Regions from separate parts of the Mus musculus genome. Here regions 1 and 3 are each linked to region 2. A link is a contact called in public Hi-C data. All regions are on one chromosome and are shown on one strand. Each heading gives the region's core, a stretch centred on a gene start, on an enhancer-like site or on the middle of the called end of the contact. The rest is flanking DNA. Distances are from core to core; before and after follow the strand shown.

Region 1 (4,870 bases), core at 1,230-3,729, 150 kb before region 2:
TAAATTCTCGGATTTTATACTGATTTGGGGCTTCCTTTTAATTTCTTCTTTCTTTTCCTTCCTTTCTTTTCTTTTAAACACAGGGTCTCACCATGTAACTCTGTCTTGGAATACCCTATGTAGACAAGGCTAGCCTCAAAATCGCAGAGAATACCGGCCTCTGTCTCTCCATTGCTGGGATTAAAGGTGTGATCTGGTCCCAACTGCCCCTGGGCCTTATTTTTTACTTATATGTATTGTGTATACGTGCACATTTGCGTGTGCTGGTATATGCCTGTGTGAGGGCGGAGTGTCCATGTTTGCAGAGGCCAGGAGATAGACTTCGGTGTGATGTTCTTGGCATAGGGCAGCCTGACAACTGAGCTTGAAAGATCACATTTCTACCCCTTCAGCACTGGGACCCTAAGCTTGTGCCACCATGTCTGACTACATGGGAGCTGGGGACCCGATACTGGTCCCCGCATTTGCAATGAAGGACTTCACAGACTGAGATTTCTTTTCCTTCTTCCCAGCTTGGGTTTTAAGTAAAACAATTAATTAAATGAGCTAACGGGATTTCTTTCTCTCTGGTGTCTGATCCCACGCAGCACTTGAGGACAGTTGTTTCCTTAGCTGGCAATGACTCGGCAGAGGAAAGGGATTGCCGCTTTTGCTGCTGCTGCTGCGGCTGCTGCTGCTGGGAATCAGATCCAAGTCCTCTGCCAGGGGCAAAACCAAATGCCTCAGTGGTCCCCAGAGCACACCTTTGCCCATTACACAACGGCAGCAAGGAGGAAGCAAGCAGGCAGCTGACTAGACTTCCAGCTACTCTGTCAGAATCAATCTAGTTTCCACTGCAGGGATTAATCTAACATGCTGAGAGACGGCGCGGGCTTTCCCCTTTAGCCAATATGAAGCCATCACTAAGCCATACTCTTTACTTTTATTTATTTATTTTTATTTTTTATTTTTTAATGGTTTTTCGAGACAGGGTTTCTCTGTATAGCCCTGGCTGGTCTGGAACTCACTTTGTAGACCAGGCTGGCTTCGAACTCAGAAATCCACCTGCCTCTGCCTCCCAAGTGCTGGGATTAAATGCGTGCACCACCACACCCGGCTTTTACTTTTATTATAAGTGATTACACATAAGGCATTGCATAAACATGCTTGGTTAGTGGTTACATTGCAATCCAGCAGTAGTATGATGCAGATATTCAGTGTCTTAATAATTGAACTGGAAAATTATAAAAGTGGGCTTCAGGAGGAGGCCAAAGTGAACTACAGTGACTCATCGCCAGGGCCATCCTGACCTGAGCCTTCACTGAGATGTGCTCTTGACAAGAGAATGGTGCAGAGAATGACAAGATGTTTCCCTTCACAGGGTTCCACTAGTGAGGAGCCACAAAGAGCAGAAAACTAAGATACCAGCCGATCTTCTTTTGGAAACTGTGCTGAGATCAGAATGCACAAGCATACTTGCGATGTACCTACCAGTCACTGCTCTCGCTTACTGGCCACTCCTCCAGCTCCAGGCACTGCTCCAGATTATTCCTTTTATCCCCCGTGAACATCTTATAATGTCCCAATTCTCATGTCAGGGATGAAAAGACCAAGGAGCGGAAAAGGTTACATAACTTGCCGCCTCTCACGGTTGGTGGGCTGGAAAGGAACTCCCTGCTCTCCGACTGCACTCTGAGTGACGCATCGTCTCTACTTGACATTTTGGGGCTCTGTCCCAAGTACTCTGTAGGGTCCTAACAAAATGGTTCACATATTTTCCTGATGTTTCACACAGCTAATTACACAACCAATTAGTTTCCCAACCAAAAGATAGCATCTACGGTTTCTGCCTCTACTTCAGTCTGCTTAAGTTCATGGTAGAGATGAAAATGAAATCGGCCCCCAGCCTACATGTTTATCATCTTTTGGAGGTTCTCACAGGACAGATTTCCTGCTTAAAAACCTTTTAGCCAGACTGCTGCTTCTTGTTTTGACAGTCCAATCTTATTAGATCATGTTCTAGCACAATGCGGGCCTTGCTCAATACTCTGAAATTTCAGACCTACCAAAGCTATGAGCAACTTTTTGATTGAGAAGTCCACGACCTCATGTGAAACCAGAGTCATGGGAATTGGAAGAAATGCACAAAACCCCTGCGATGGTAAAGTGAAATATGACAACGGTGGAGTGACGTGACCCACAGTTCCAGGAGACATGCTTCCTCACGGTCATGACTACATGACAGCGTCTCTAAGGACTCCATGTGCTGGCCTGCTTTCAGCAGTGTTCAAATCGCCCTCACGTGGTTGGCAGGTGGCCAGAGAATAATGAGGTGGTAGGAAAAGGGCAGATTTTGCCAACGGAGGTTAGGTAGTCTAAATGGAACCAAGAGAGGGGCTGGCCATACAACGGGTGAGAAAAGGGTGTGTAAGGGGTGGGGGCAAACGGCTTACTGATGCAGTGATTTGCAAAGACTTGTTCACATTACCTCTGTACTATGGACTCATGACTCAGTTTTCAAGCCAGTGGAAGCCAAACAGGTATCTCGTTTCCCCTCTGCAGCTCCACACTCCCTTCCCCACAGACAGCCTAGCTTCAAACCTATGAGCAGCCAAAAGGGGACAACTAAGGATATGTTTAGCATGTACACTGCTGGGAACCATGGGGCAGAGGGAGAAGAGCTGTGACACAGAAACACCAGCAGGTAGGGATCGTCTTCAACTGTGTGACTTTACAAGAGGATTGATCAAAGAATGCTGCCCTTAGGAATTATATCTTAAAGCACACTGTAGGCCTGAGACTCAGTATTTGGCAACTTGTTAAAATTAGGTCAGGAGTGTGATGAGGAGAATTTGTACTTTTCACTTTTATTGTAGAGAAAATGGCACAGGACTCTGTAGGAACACTGTTAAACCTGCATCCAGGAAGTAGGCCAGGCTGAAGCTACGTCAAGGTAGAAGGGTCAATGAGGGACCTCCATGTCACTGAGGCAGACAGCCTCTACACGGCAGCCTGTGCTGTCAGAGACAGTACTAAAAGAAGCTGGAAATGCTGATTCTGATGGGAACCCTTCTAACTGGTGTATGTTGCAACCGAAGATACATGTGTATACAACTCCCCTGGCCAACCCAAACACATCTGTGGCTGGAACCAGCACACTGAGAGCTGGTGTCTGACCTTGGTGACCACAGTGATGACTCTTAACCCTTACAGCACAGAGAGGAAACAAGCGCTGGCTTGTCTTCCATAAAGTCACTTACACCGCTGCCTGGTCAAAAGACTCTTTGTAAGTCCAGCCTGTGGGACCTGCAGAGAGGTCCAAGAAGGCCATGGGCCTCCTTCACTAACAATGCCAAGCCTGTCGCTGTTGAGAGAGGGAGGTATTCTGAGGTCTTTGGGAGAATTTAGAAAGGTGTCAGTCAGGAAGATGAGGTGTTTGGTGGCTTCATACTGAGTTATGACCACCTGCTCTGAGCTCTCTAACTGCTTATTTAAAACTGCAGGGTTTGTTTCTTGTTGCCATGAGTGCCAAAGGAGCCCAACAGACATGTCATATAGGGCTGTCAACTGGCAGCTCAAAAGGTCTCCTGGAAAATTTCATTCGGCTACAAAGAGAAGACTGCATCCCCCTATGATCAGACACTTTAGCATCCAAGTCTGGATGCTTGCTTGCCCACTGTGCCTATGATAAACCAGACATTTTTCTACGTCGTGCTTCCAAAGCCCTATCTCCTGGCTGTCAGACTTCTTTTTCTTTTTTAAAGTCATTTTCATTTATGCGTATGTATCTGTCTGAATGTATTCAGATGCCTGTAGAGGCCAGAAAAGGGTGTCAGATGCCCCAGAGTTGCAGTTACAGACCATCTGATATCAGTGCTGGAAACTGAACTCAGCTTTGCAAGAGCAGCAAGAGTGCTTTTAACTGCTGAGCTATCGCTTCAGTCCCCAAGAGTGGCAGGCTTTGAAATCGACCATACTGTGTGGTGTGGGACAAGAAGGTGCTGTGTGTCTCTAATGCACAAGCGTGTGTGTGTGTGTGAGTGTGAGAGAGAGAGAGAGAGAGTGTGTGTGTGTGTGTGTGTGAGAGAGAGAGAGAGAGTGTGTGTGTGTGTGTGTGAGAGAGTGTGTGTGTGTGTGTGTGTGAGAGAGAGAGAGAGAGAGAGAGAGAGAGAGAGAGAGAGAGAGAGAGAGAATATGAAGGTATTGCTATATAGCTCAGGTTGGCCTAGAATTCACCATCCTGGTCCTGCCACTTGAGCCCTGTGATTACAGGTGTGTGTCACCAAGCAGGGGCCTTCATTTTAAAAAGGAGAGAGCTTCTTTTCTCTGGCATGGAAGTAATGGATTAGGTGCTCACAAAGTGGAGCTAGATGTTACACTCTTCTCTTCATGTTAGGTGAGAGCTGGCTTGGAGGGATCTGTGCTGGGCTGGGAAATGAGCCCTCACCAACAGATGCTGCTTTGTTAAGAGCCCTGTCTTGTGTACGCCAAGAATGGTGTTTGTCCTCACCAGGCCCTGTGGACTGTAGGCACTATTAACACCTCACTTGTAGAGGGCTGACGCACTGAGGCTAAGTGTGCTGTCCAGCACCCTACAGTGACTAGCACAGCAAGAATTCAAACCCCAGCGCCTCTGTTCGTCTATGAATTTTCCTTTCTTTCTAATTTTTTCTTTGTTTGTCTGTTTTTCTGAGAAGGATTTCCCTGTATGGCCTTGGCTGTCTTGGACTCACTCTAGATCAGGTTGGTCTCAAACTCACAGAGATTTGCCTCCCTTGTACGGTGTTAAAAGGTGTGTGACAACAGCACCTGGCTTTCTTTATTGAATTTTTTAAAGATCCATTTTATGTACATGTTTCTCTATGTGAGTTTATGTGTACCATGTACATGC
Region 2 (4,817 bases), core at 1,749-4,248:
CAGAGTATAAAGAAGACAATACCCACACCCCCTTTTATTAAACATAGATTGTATCATACAACATAATCTGAACATTGTTTCCCCTTCCTCTACTCTTCCCAGTTCCTCCCCACCTCCTTCCCCATATAGATCCACTTCCTTTCTGTCTCTTACTGGGGGGTGGAGGGGGGCGTGCGGGAGGGGGGGGCAGTGCTGGAGGGGGGGAACAGGCTTCTAAAGGATAACAAAACATAGCAAAATAAAATATAATAAGAAAAAACAAACACCAACTTGATTTACTTGTCGGATAAGGCAAGCCAACAAAAAAATTAAAGAGCCTCAAGAGAAGGCACAAGAAGGCCTATTCTTTTACACACTCAGGCCTCCCATAAAAGCCCTCAACTGAAAGCTATTATATATATAACGCAGAGAACTTGGTGCAGACCCATGTAGGCGCTGTGACTGCTGCTTCAGTCTCTCAGAGTTCCTATGAGCCTTGCTCAGTTGTTTTAAAGGGCCTTGTTCTCCTGGTATCCTGTGTACTGTCTCCCCCACTCCTTCAGTCTCCTCTTTGGCAGGATTTCCTGAGCTCTGAGGGGAAGGATTTGATGAAGACATCTTGTTTAAAGCTGTGTGTTCCAAGGTCTTAGAAAAAAACAATTTAAAGAATTCCAACTAAACAAAAACACTACTCATGTATGTAGTAAAGACACCTAGCAAACACTGCCAGAGCCAAGTGGTGTAGGGTAGCATGCTGAGTCCCTCACGGAATGTGATTAGGAGTTTGGCTTCTGTCATCTTCTTCTAAAAACATAAAATTGCCCTTAACTCATAAGAAAAACATTAAACTCCAACTGAGGGACATTTCACACAAAGTCAAACTTTTTTTTTTTAAGGGAAAAGAAAAAGGTTATACAACTCAAGAAGTGACTAAATGCAATGTGGCAGCCAGGACTGCATCCTGGACAATGTATTGAAAAGGGACACTGGGGCTGGAGAGATGGCTCAGAGGTTAAGAGCACCAACGGCTCTTCCAGAGGTCCTGAGTTCAAATTCCAGCAACCACATGGTGGCTCACAACCATCTGTAATGGAATCTGATGCCCTCTTCTGGTGTGTCTGAAGACAGCTGCAGTGTACTCATACAAATAAAATAAATATAAAAAAAAGAAAAAGGGCCACTGAAAAAATGTTACTAAAACAGAAGTTTAGTCTGCAATAACACACCAATGTTTTATGTAGCTTTGATAAATGTACTATGCACTAAGGTCTGAGCAAGTAAGGGCAGTGGGTAGAGACATTTGGGAACTCTCATTCCAAGTGTTTGTAAGTCTATTATTATTCCAAAATTTAAAAAGGATACTTTCTAAAAGAACAGTCTGCAAAATGGGACAAAAGAGACTGCAAAAAAAAAATCTGTTATTTAGTGTAATTTTGTTTGCATGTAAATAAGACACTGGTTAGAGAGCACCCAGTGACTTAAAACTAAGTACTCAGCAGAATACCAATGAAACACACACACATGTAGCCAGTCTCTGCCCAGGGCCGCCTTTAAAGTGAGGAGCTTAATACAGCAGAGTAGCATGTGTCTGTACTCCAGCCAGGTAGCTGAGAAAGAAGATCACTTGAGCCTACGTAGCTTTGGAGGCTAACCTGGGCAACACAGCAAGACCATAGTTCAAAGTAAACCCTAAACAACAAAGGAAATAACTGTCTCAAACCCAGAATAACCACAAAAAGGCAGTCACTTCAAGTCTTCACATGCAGGAAAAAGCAAGCTCTAAGAGATGAAGCAATCATCTAGGCTAATAGAGAATTTGCATTTTAATTCACGGATGTATTTTTGTACAAAGTCAATTCTGACCCTAAGGCTCTACAGGATCCATCTTTTCAAATGCTCAAATAATTACAGCAAAAACAAAGCAACTGACCAATATGAATATTATGTACCAGCTCTGTAAAGAGCATTTTAGATACATTCCTTAATACTTTACAGCAACTCCAAATACGGCAGGTGTTAGGGAGATGTGGATGGGTGGATGGTTAAGGACCCTACAAGACATTCACTGCTATTTTACATCATCACTACTTATAAAGGAAAATAACCTGAAAGTTAAAGTCACAATGATACTAAAGTGGGCAGCCAGTGCATGATTCTGTAGTTCTGAAAGCCCAACATTACCCCATCCAGACAACCAAAGGATTATGTTCCCTCTGGGGACAGAGGAGGACCCCTCTCTTCATCTCACCTGGCCTCTCCTGCATCTTGGACAAAGTTCATCTCCAAAGAAAAGTGCTGAAGCTTTCACCACTGGTGGTGGCAACAGCCTGGAAAGGCCTCAGCTGAAGTTAATCTTCACCCTGAAGCACTTGCAGCTCCCTGAATGTGTCAGGTTCTAGGGAGCAAGTCATTTCTCACTCATTCTGAACATCTTGGGAGCAAAGGTGCCATGTGCCCTTCTGTCCCAGTCCATCTTTACAAGGATGCTTATGTAAGAGCAAGATCTCACAAGACTAAGATGGCGTCTACTTCCAAAAACTGGACCCCTGAGCCTGAGGTTCCTTAGTTGTGACCTCAACCCTCCTGGGCTCTCCCATATCAGCTCCAGAAACCATGAGGCATGGAGACAGGAAGGTAAACCAGAACAGGCATACTATCTGAGGTATAACAACAAAAGCTGCTGTCTTTGACTTAGGGGTTTCCTACCTCTCAAGCAGCCATGAAGCTTACAGGCAGGTTTGTCAGCTTTCATATCAGGACAAATACTCATCAATCTTTTCCAGTCTGTTTCTAGTACATGAAACAGCTACTCACCTTTAACCTGCAACAGCCCATGTGAAGCCTGTCCTGAAGGCTCTCTCATCTACAATTCCCACCAACTCCAGGGTTCCACATGGTTGCTGGGAAAAGGTTTTCATCACAGCACCTTTAGAGAACTAGTCATCAAATGAGTCCCAGCTCAAAACTCATACTCAGCACACATGAATAGGACTGCTTCAAGCTTGATGCTAAGCTCTATCAGGGGAAGGCATACCACGAAAACAGCAAATCCACACAGCTGGACTCCCGCAAGATCACAACCTTGCATACTTCAATGAACACTATCAAGAAAGTAAAATGCAGCACACAATAGGAAAAATACCAGCAGATCATGTCTTATATCAGACTTTTCTCTAGAATATATAAAGAACTTAGACACTGGATTTAAAAGTGCACAGGATATGAATAGGCACTTCTCCAGAGATTTCTCTAAGAGCCCAAAAGCATATGACATCATTACATAAATGCCAACTGAAACCATGCTGAGATACTAACGTGAGAATGGATGCTGAGCAGCACAATTAATAGTTACATTTGCTGCTGTGCTACACACAGCACCATGTGACCAAAAGCTTATCTGGGCTCTGGTCCCAGAGGATTTGAATCCATCTCGGCTGGGAGGCATGACATCAGGGAGCCACCTGCAAGCATGGTGCCAAGAAGGTGAGAGCTCACATTGCAAGAGAGAAGTAGAGAAAGCAAACTGGAAGCAGGGATAGGCTATAAAATCTGGAAGCCCTGAGACATCCATCCTCCAGCAAGACTGCACCTCCTAAACCTCTCCAAACAGCACCACCTACTGGGGACCAAGTAATGCAAATACCTGAGCCTAGTGAGGGCATTCCTCGTTCAAAGCACAAGCATCCAAGAATAATTTAGTAATATTAACAACCCAGGGTCCACCAACTGGTAGATCTACAAAATGTGGTATAGCTACATACTACATAATGGAGTATTATTAAACTATAAAAATAAATGAAGTGCTAACTGATTAAATGCTGATGGATCTAACAACACAGATGAACCTTGCTTGAAAACAAGAACACTCCAACCACAAAAAACCACATTTTATATAAAATTCACTTCTATATGAAATGTCTGAAACAGGTAACTCCACAGCTATAGAGCCATAGTAGATCAGTGGCTCCTGGAGAGACTGGCGTGCAATGCTAAAGGACGCAGGGTCTGCTTCCTTTCTTTTCCCTTCCTCACTTCCTTTCTTGTTGGTCTCCTCTCCTCTCATCACTATACAGCCCAGGCTGTCCTTGAACTCACAATACTCCTGCCTCAGTCTCTTGAGTAATGAAATTATAAGTATATAATATCACACCTTGCCAGGGGTTGTGGTTTTGAAATGATTGTGGTAACGGTTATGTGTATCCATGAATATAATTTTAAAAACCCCACTACATTATACATTTTACATGGGTAGATAATAAAATGGACAAATTACAAAAACGAAAAGGCTAATGGACTGTTAGATGGCTGGAGGAAAGACTAAAGGAAAAATAGACTGATATGGTGGTTTGAGTAGGAATGGCCCCATACGAAAAGATCTTTACCAGTCCTAATTCACATAGGGGGCTAATATCCAATATATATAAAGAACCCAAGAAGTTGGACTCCAGAAAACCAAATAACCCTTATTAAAAATGGGGTACAGAGCTAAACAAAGAATTCTCAACTGAGGAATACTGAATGGCTAGGAAGCACCTAAAAAAATGTTCAACATCCTTAATCATCAGGGAAATGCAAATCAAAACAACCCTGAGATTCCACCTTATACCAGTCAGAATGGCTAAGATCAAAAACTCAGTTGACAGCAGATGCTGGCGAGCTGGGATTGCAAGCTGGTACAACCACTCTGGAAATCAGTTTGGTGGTTCCTTAGAAAATTGGACATAGTTCTACCAGAAGATCCAGAGATACCACTCCTGGGTATATACCCAGAAGATGCCCCAACTTGTAATAAAGACACATGCTCCACTATGTTCAATGCAGCCTTATTTATAATAGCA
Region 3 (4,865 bases), core at 644-3,143, 170 kb before region 2:
CATCAAGACCTCAGGCTCCCTGGTTCTCAGACGCTGGCCCTGGTCTGTTCACAGCTTCTGGCTCTGTCCCTGTCAAGTCTTCCTTACTGCTCTCCAGTCTAGCCGAGGCAGTAGGGGCATGGAAGCCATGGTTCAGAGTCAGGCCTGGGAAAATCCTACCTGTTCCCTGCCCATCTCTGCACTCCGTGCCCCTTTTCTTCATGTGTAAGTGGGATGCTTAATTGGCAGGTCTACTGAAAAGATTTAAACTAATTTATAACTTAATGAATGACTGACCAATGTAGTCAGCACAGCTAAGTCCTTCTTCTCCCCCTCTTCCTTGGATTCTAGGATACGAGATGTGTTTACTGTGCTTCCTGCCTAAAAGCCTCCTTTCTCATCTTTAAAAAAAATTAATGATCCATTCTTACAGGACCCTGGGCCCTGCCAGACTTAATTCCCCTGCTCTCCCTCCAGTGCAAGGCTGGCATGATAGCACACAGCTTCCCGGAGTTTTCGATCTTTCCATTCCTAGCTGTATCCTCTCACATCCGTGATCTACCATCTTATTCCAGTGCCCGATGCACACAGGCCTGTGGCAGATTTTGTGAGACCCTAGGTCACAGGATGCTGTGCTATCATCTATTGAGAGGACACATCAACATATTAATCTGCTTTTACCTTTCATCTTTTGTTGGGCATTGCAACGTTAAACACTCCAACTCACCAGTAAAGCTTATTATGTGACATCTTTCTTCTTGAGGAGCCTTCCTTTTTTCTAACTCGATGGGTCATGTCACCAGGTCAATCACTGCCAAGTAAGTAACTTCCGGTCAATTTGTTCTTCCTTAAGCATCGGTGAGGCAATGGCAAAAACTTGCATTATTTTCTTGCTCTTTCTAATCAGAAATGTATGACCCCACCCACAGCTACCATTTTATCCCCTTTTGTTTGCAGGCCTAGATAGAAGCTTTCGGTGATCTCCTATGGCTCTCCCTAACATTCCCCCTCAATACCCTGAGAGAGGCCTCAAGGAAGGAACCAACAAGTATGAACTCTGTCTCCCGAACGCCCTGTGCTTTTAAGAAAGCCACCCAAGTCTGAGTGGGCATTCACTGGCACAGGAACACTGGCTTGGAGGAAAACACCTGTCTGAAAAGCTGTTCTAAGGAAAAAGACATTTTATGCAATATGCTAGACATGGCATGAAATGGCTGTTCAGGAATGGTGGCAGTGACTTTAACCCCCCTGAACCACTTTCGACCACCTAGTCATGTCAGTAAGACCCATGAGAATGCTGTCGTTGGCAACTGTTTGGTGACTTCTGGCCTCTTCAGATTCCTACTCTGACTCCTCCCCACCCATCCACCCCCCACCCCCGTGCTCTAAATCAGTTATACACACTGCTTTATAACAGGTTAATGCATTTTTTTTCTTCTTTTGTACACCACTCTTCTCAAACATATGCCCATGGTCACTGTGCTTTGGACTGGCTTCTCAGACCTCATTTCCAGATGTCCTTGAAATGACAACTCTTAATGAAAGCCTTCCTGATTGAATAGAGGAAACTCCCTTGAGGAAACCAATTCTGTTCTGCTGTGTCCTGCCATCTGCTCCTGAATTCCCATGTGATCTGAGTGAGGTACTTCCCTTCTCTATATTAACTGGGCAGGCAGGATACATTCAAGCTTTTCCTAGCCGAGAGACTAGATTGTTGGTGCTAAAATATGTGGCTTCCATGCCTTTTCTTGCCCTGAGAGAAACTCATGAGCCTTTGGCTTTCCTTGATGTCCTCAAGGGCTGAGCCCATTATCTCAGTAAGTCCCTAGCACAGCACAACACACTGCTGCCCAGGACTAATGTGTGCATTTAGACAACAATGATCAAAGCACCTCCAGCGAGGCACCGACAGCTGCCACTAGATGACTCAGACCTCTCTGAAAAATGGCTTAATTTAGCAGCCTTTCAGTTGTCTGCAGAACAGACTGTGAGTAAAGGACACGGTGAACAGAACAGAACATCTTTTAACTAGCTTGACCCCACAGTGGCCCTTTAAGGTCAGGCAGCTCTCGATAGCACAGAGAGAGAAGCGTTTGCCTCTGCTCTTCAGCCAGTAGAGAACCAGGGGCTGGGATAACCTGGGAAGACCCTGTACTGGCCGAGTGTCTTCTGAACCTAAGGCTGGCCTTGGTCACTGACTAGCCCTGGGAGTGACTCAGGGAATTGCTTTCTCTTCCTGGGCCTGGAAAACGGCTGTGGCAATGCTCCCTAAACCTGGCAAACTAAACTACAAAGACGCCTCGGTCCCCTACTCCTAGGGCTTTGACTCTGATGGCCTGGCATGGGCACAGGATGATGTGTTTCCTGTATGGTTCCCTCTCAGGAGCAAGTGCTGCTGGCAGCAGTGTGTAGGATACTGGATTCTCCACCTGGTGCTCCCCTCAGACAATCCTGTCTCTTCCAAGGTCCCAAACCAATTAGATGACATGGTCTTCCGCCCTTCCTCTTCCCTTCTCTCTTTAGAACCAAACTGGACTGTTTCCAAGTACACTGCATGGTAGCTCACCACATTCATGAGAACTCAAAAGAAATTTTGAAATCAAGGACTGGTTCGTAAGACTCAAGGGTTCACTGAAGAGGCAATCTCCTTTTGACAGAAACCCAAGCTCAAGTGCAGCAAGCAGCTCCTTCCTGAACACCCATTACTTACCAACCAGGAACACAGAAGGCACAGGCCAGGCAGAGGCCTGCTCTCCAGCACATGGGGATTCTTCTAAAATGGGCACGGTGGCTGCATGTGGCAGAGTGAGGGGGCAAGAGGACTGCTGTGGGTTTGAGGCCAGGGTGGGCTACACAGAAAGTACCCGGTCAGCCAAGATTACATAGCAAGACCCGATCTGAGACAAAAACAGGACCGGTGAGATGTTCAGCAGATAAAGATACCTGCACCAAGCTTGGTGAACTATGTTTGAACCATAGGACTCCAAGTTTGGAGGAGACAACGGAACCCTACATGCTGTCTTCTAAACTCCTGTATGTAACACAGCATGCACAAGCCTCCCACGATAAAGAGTAAATGCAAAACCAGCCAACTAACCAACAGCGAAACACTACCTGTTCATCTGGATTCTCTTATCAAGAGCTTAACTATTCAGTGAAAGTCTAATCAGACTAAGAACCTGTTCTGTAATGCGAGCTATGATGCACTGAAAGCCAGCACTCTGCTATGCATAGTCTGCAAATTATCTAATTTAATGGAGACAACGCTGATGCTAGTGCTTTCTCTCATGTTTTTTTGAAAACTGGAAACCTCAGAGCAGGCCAAAGCTAAGCATATTTAATTCTACAAACCATACAATCCTATTACTGTGACCTTAATAGCGGATAGACTTATGGTAGATATTTCTAGGATATCTGTGAATATGAAGGCTTATATCAAATCTGCCAATTTTCTAAGCATATATAAAGTGGAGACAGAAACATACCCTTTCCAGACATATCAAGTTGCTTTACTTAGGAGAATGTAGACACACTGGACAAGACACTAAACTGCAGACTCTAGATAACTTCCTCCTCTGTGTGACCTTGCAGTTAGTTTTATATCTATTGTTGGGGAAATTAAGCAGATTAAGTCCACACAGCAGCTTTGGTCTTCTCAATAAAGTCTGCAACTCTGATTTGTCCCAGAGCTGCAGCTGACTGGAGCTTAGAAGCAGCCGAGTCTGGATTTCCTGTGTGCCGCTCTAACCTTGGCTCTTCCACCCTATACATGCAATCACACGGCTAGTGATTGGAACTGGAGATGAAACAAGCTTGTCTCAAGTTCTTTGCAAAAAGATTTGGGCTGGAAAACAATGAAATGACTTCTAGTATCACACTCTGATGTTGGAGGTACTGCCCCAAAGTGTGTTGGGCAGTTCCAATTAACAGGAAAATACAGATCAAGATGGTTAGTTGTTAAAAATCTAGAACATAGTTTTAAAATCACAAGCCGGGCATGGTGGCGCACGCCTTTAATCCTAGGCAGAGGCAGGAGGCCAGCCTGGTCTACAAAGTGAGTTCCAGGACAGCCAGGGCTACACAGAGAAACCCTGTCTCGGGGTGGGGTGGGGGTTGGGGGGTGGGAACAATAAAATCACAGCGGGGAAGAATGCCTATTTTCTTTCTCACGATGCTTTCCTGCCTTGTGTGGCTGCTCTGTCTATGGCACAGTACTTGACATTGACAGTGTTTTACAATCTTTGTATTATCTACTCTTTCCCATATGCCACGAGTAAGGACCTGGGGACAGATAATCACTTGGCAGGTAGGGAAATGGCCACAGGAGTCTACCAAACTGCTCAATGCTATGTTTTCTTCCCGAATGCATGGCTGTACTTCCACAGTGCATGGCACAAACACAGGAGCCTAATGTGTAAAGGGAACAGGTGGACTTTTTTGCTTTTTAGTGGACTTGGCATTATATTCAAACTGAAAAAGCTGCGGTCACCTAGTGCTAGCCCTGGTCTACAGCTGAGTCAATGGAGACGCAAGATCTCTAGTCTACCTGTCCCTACTTGGGGACCCCGTTCCACATGGTTTCCCCCTCCTTGATGCCATGTTCTAAATTCTCCTTTATTTAGCACCCGATGAACATTCAAAGCTTAAGGAATGCTTCCCATTGGATGTCTAGGATATGTTGATCTTTCTGAGGTGGGTTTATGGTCTGTGGTTCTGATGCTATGACATAGAGCTATGGGTCTCCAAGGCTAGCTTCCTTCCTGAGGGCAGTGGAGTGAATCTTCACTTCTTCATGGTGCATCCCAAAGTGAGTCCTGTTTTCACCTAGCCAGAGCTGTCTTTCTTTCTCTTCCCCTTAAAGCCACCCCTTCCCACTCACTCCTAGG

What was found. Hi-C and Micro-C count contacts between places; a contact is called where the count stands out from the background.
Region 1: a contact with region 2 is called in a Hi-C map of liver, with 4 times the contacts expected there. The contact joins two enhancer-like sites. A contact is called at or near these places in 1 of 15 datasets of contacts at CTCF or cohesin (the NIH/3T3 cell line), 36 of 484 Hi-C or Micro-C datasets (the 3T3-L1 cell line, the AML12 cell line, the C3H10T1/2 cell line and 24 more) and 6 of 115 datasets of contacts at active chromatin or transcription factors (embryonic fibroblasts, fibro-adipogenic progenitors, intestinal villus epithelium and 3 more).
Region 3: a Hi-C map of the N1E-115 cell line shows a contact between it and region 2, with 4 times the contacts expected there. The contact joins two enhancer-like sites. A contact is called at or near these places in 1 of 39 promoter capture datasets (the C10 cell line), 2 of 15 datasets of contacts at CTCF or cohesin (the NIH/3T3 cell line and large pre-B cells), 17 of 484 Hi-C or Micro-C datasets (3T3-L1-derived adipocytes, the C10 cell line, the C2C12 cell line and 12 more) and 8 of 115 datasets of contacts at active chromatin or transcription factors (T-cell acute lymphoblastic leukemia, differentiating embryonic stem cells, embryonic fibroblasts and 5 more).

The regions. Positions count from the first base shown.
Region 1 is chr15:59,547,395-59,552,264 of GRCm38.p6, reverse strand. All of the region lies in intron 4 of Nsmce2 (NSE2/MMS21 homolog, SMC5-SMC6 complex SUMO ligase), which reads right to left. Among named protein-coding and RNA genes, the nearest start is that of Gm36677, 68 kb to the left of the region's middle. Within about 2 kb of position 2,479, at least 99 of the 459 cell types and tissues checked have an H3K27ac peak or open chromatin away from gene starts, as enhancers often do. A contact at or near this core is called in the N1E-115 cell line, liver and pancreatic cancer cells, where this site is marked.
Region 2 is chr15:59,396,167-59,400,983 of GRCm38.p6, reverse strand. The region is part of intron 2 of Nsmce2 (NSE2/MMS21 homolog, SMC5-SMC6 complex SUMO ligase); the gene reads right to left. Among named protein-coding and RNA genes, the nearest start is that of Nsmce2, 24 kb to the right of the region's middle. Within about 2 kb of position 2,998, at least 47 of the 459 cell types and tissues checked have an H3K27ac peak or open chromatin away from gene starts, as enhancers often do. A contact at or near this core is called in the C2C12 cell line, the N1E-115 cell line, bone marrow-derived macrophages and 4 more, where this site is marked.
Region 3 is chr15:59,564,734-59,569,598 of GRCm38.p6, reverse strand. The region is part of intron 4 of Nsmce2 (NSE2/MMS21 homolog, SMC5-SMC6 complex SUMO ligase); the gene reads right to left. Among named protein-coding and RNA genes, the nearest start is that of Gm36677, 51 kb to the left of the region's middle. Within about 2 kb of position 1,893, at least 89 of the 459 cell types and tissues checked have an H3K27ac peak or open chromatin away from gene starts, as enhancers often do. A contact at or near this core is called in the C2C12 cell line, the N1E-115 cell line, bone marrow-derived macrophages and 3 more, where this site is marked.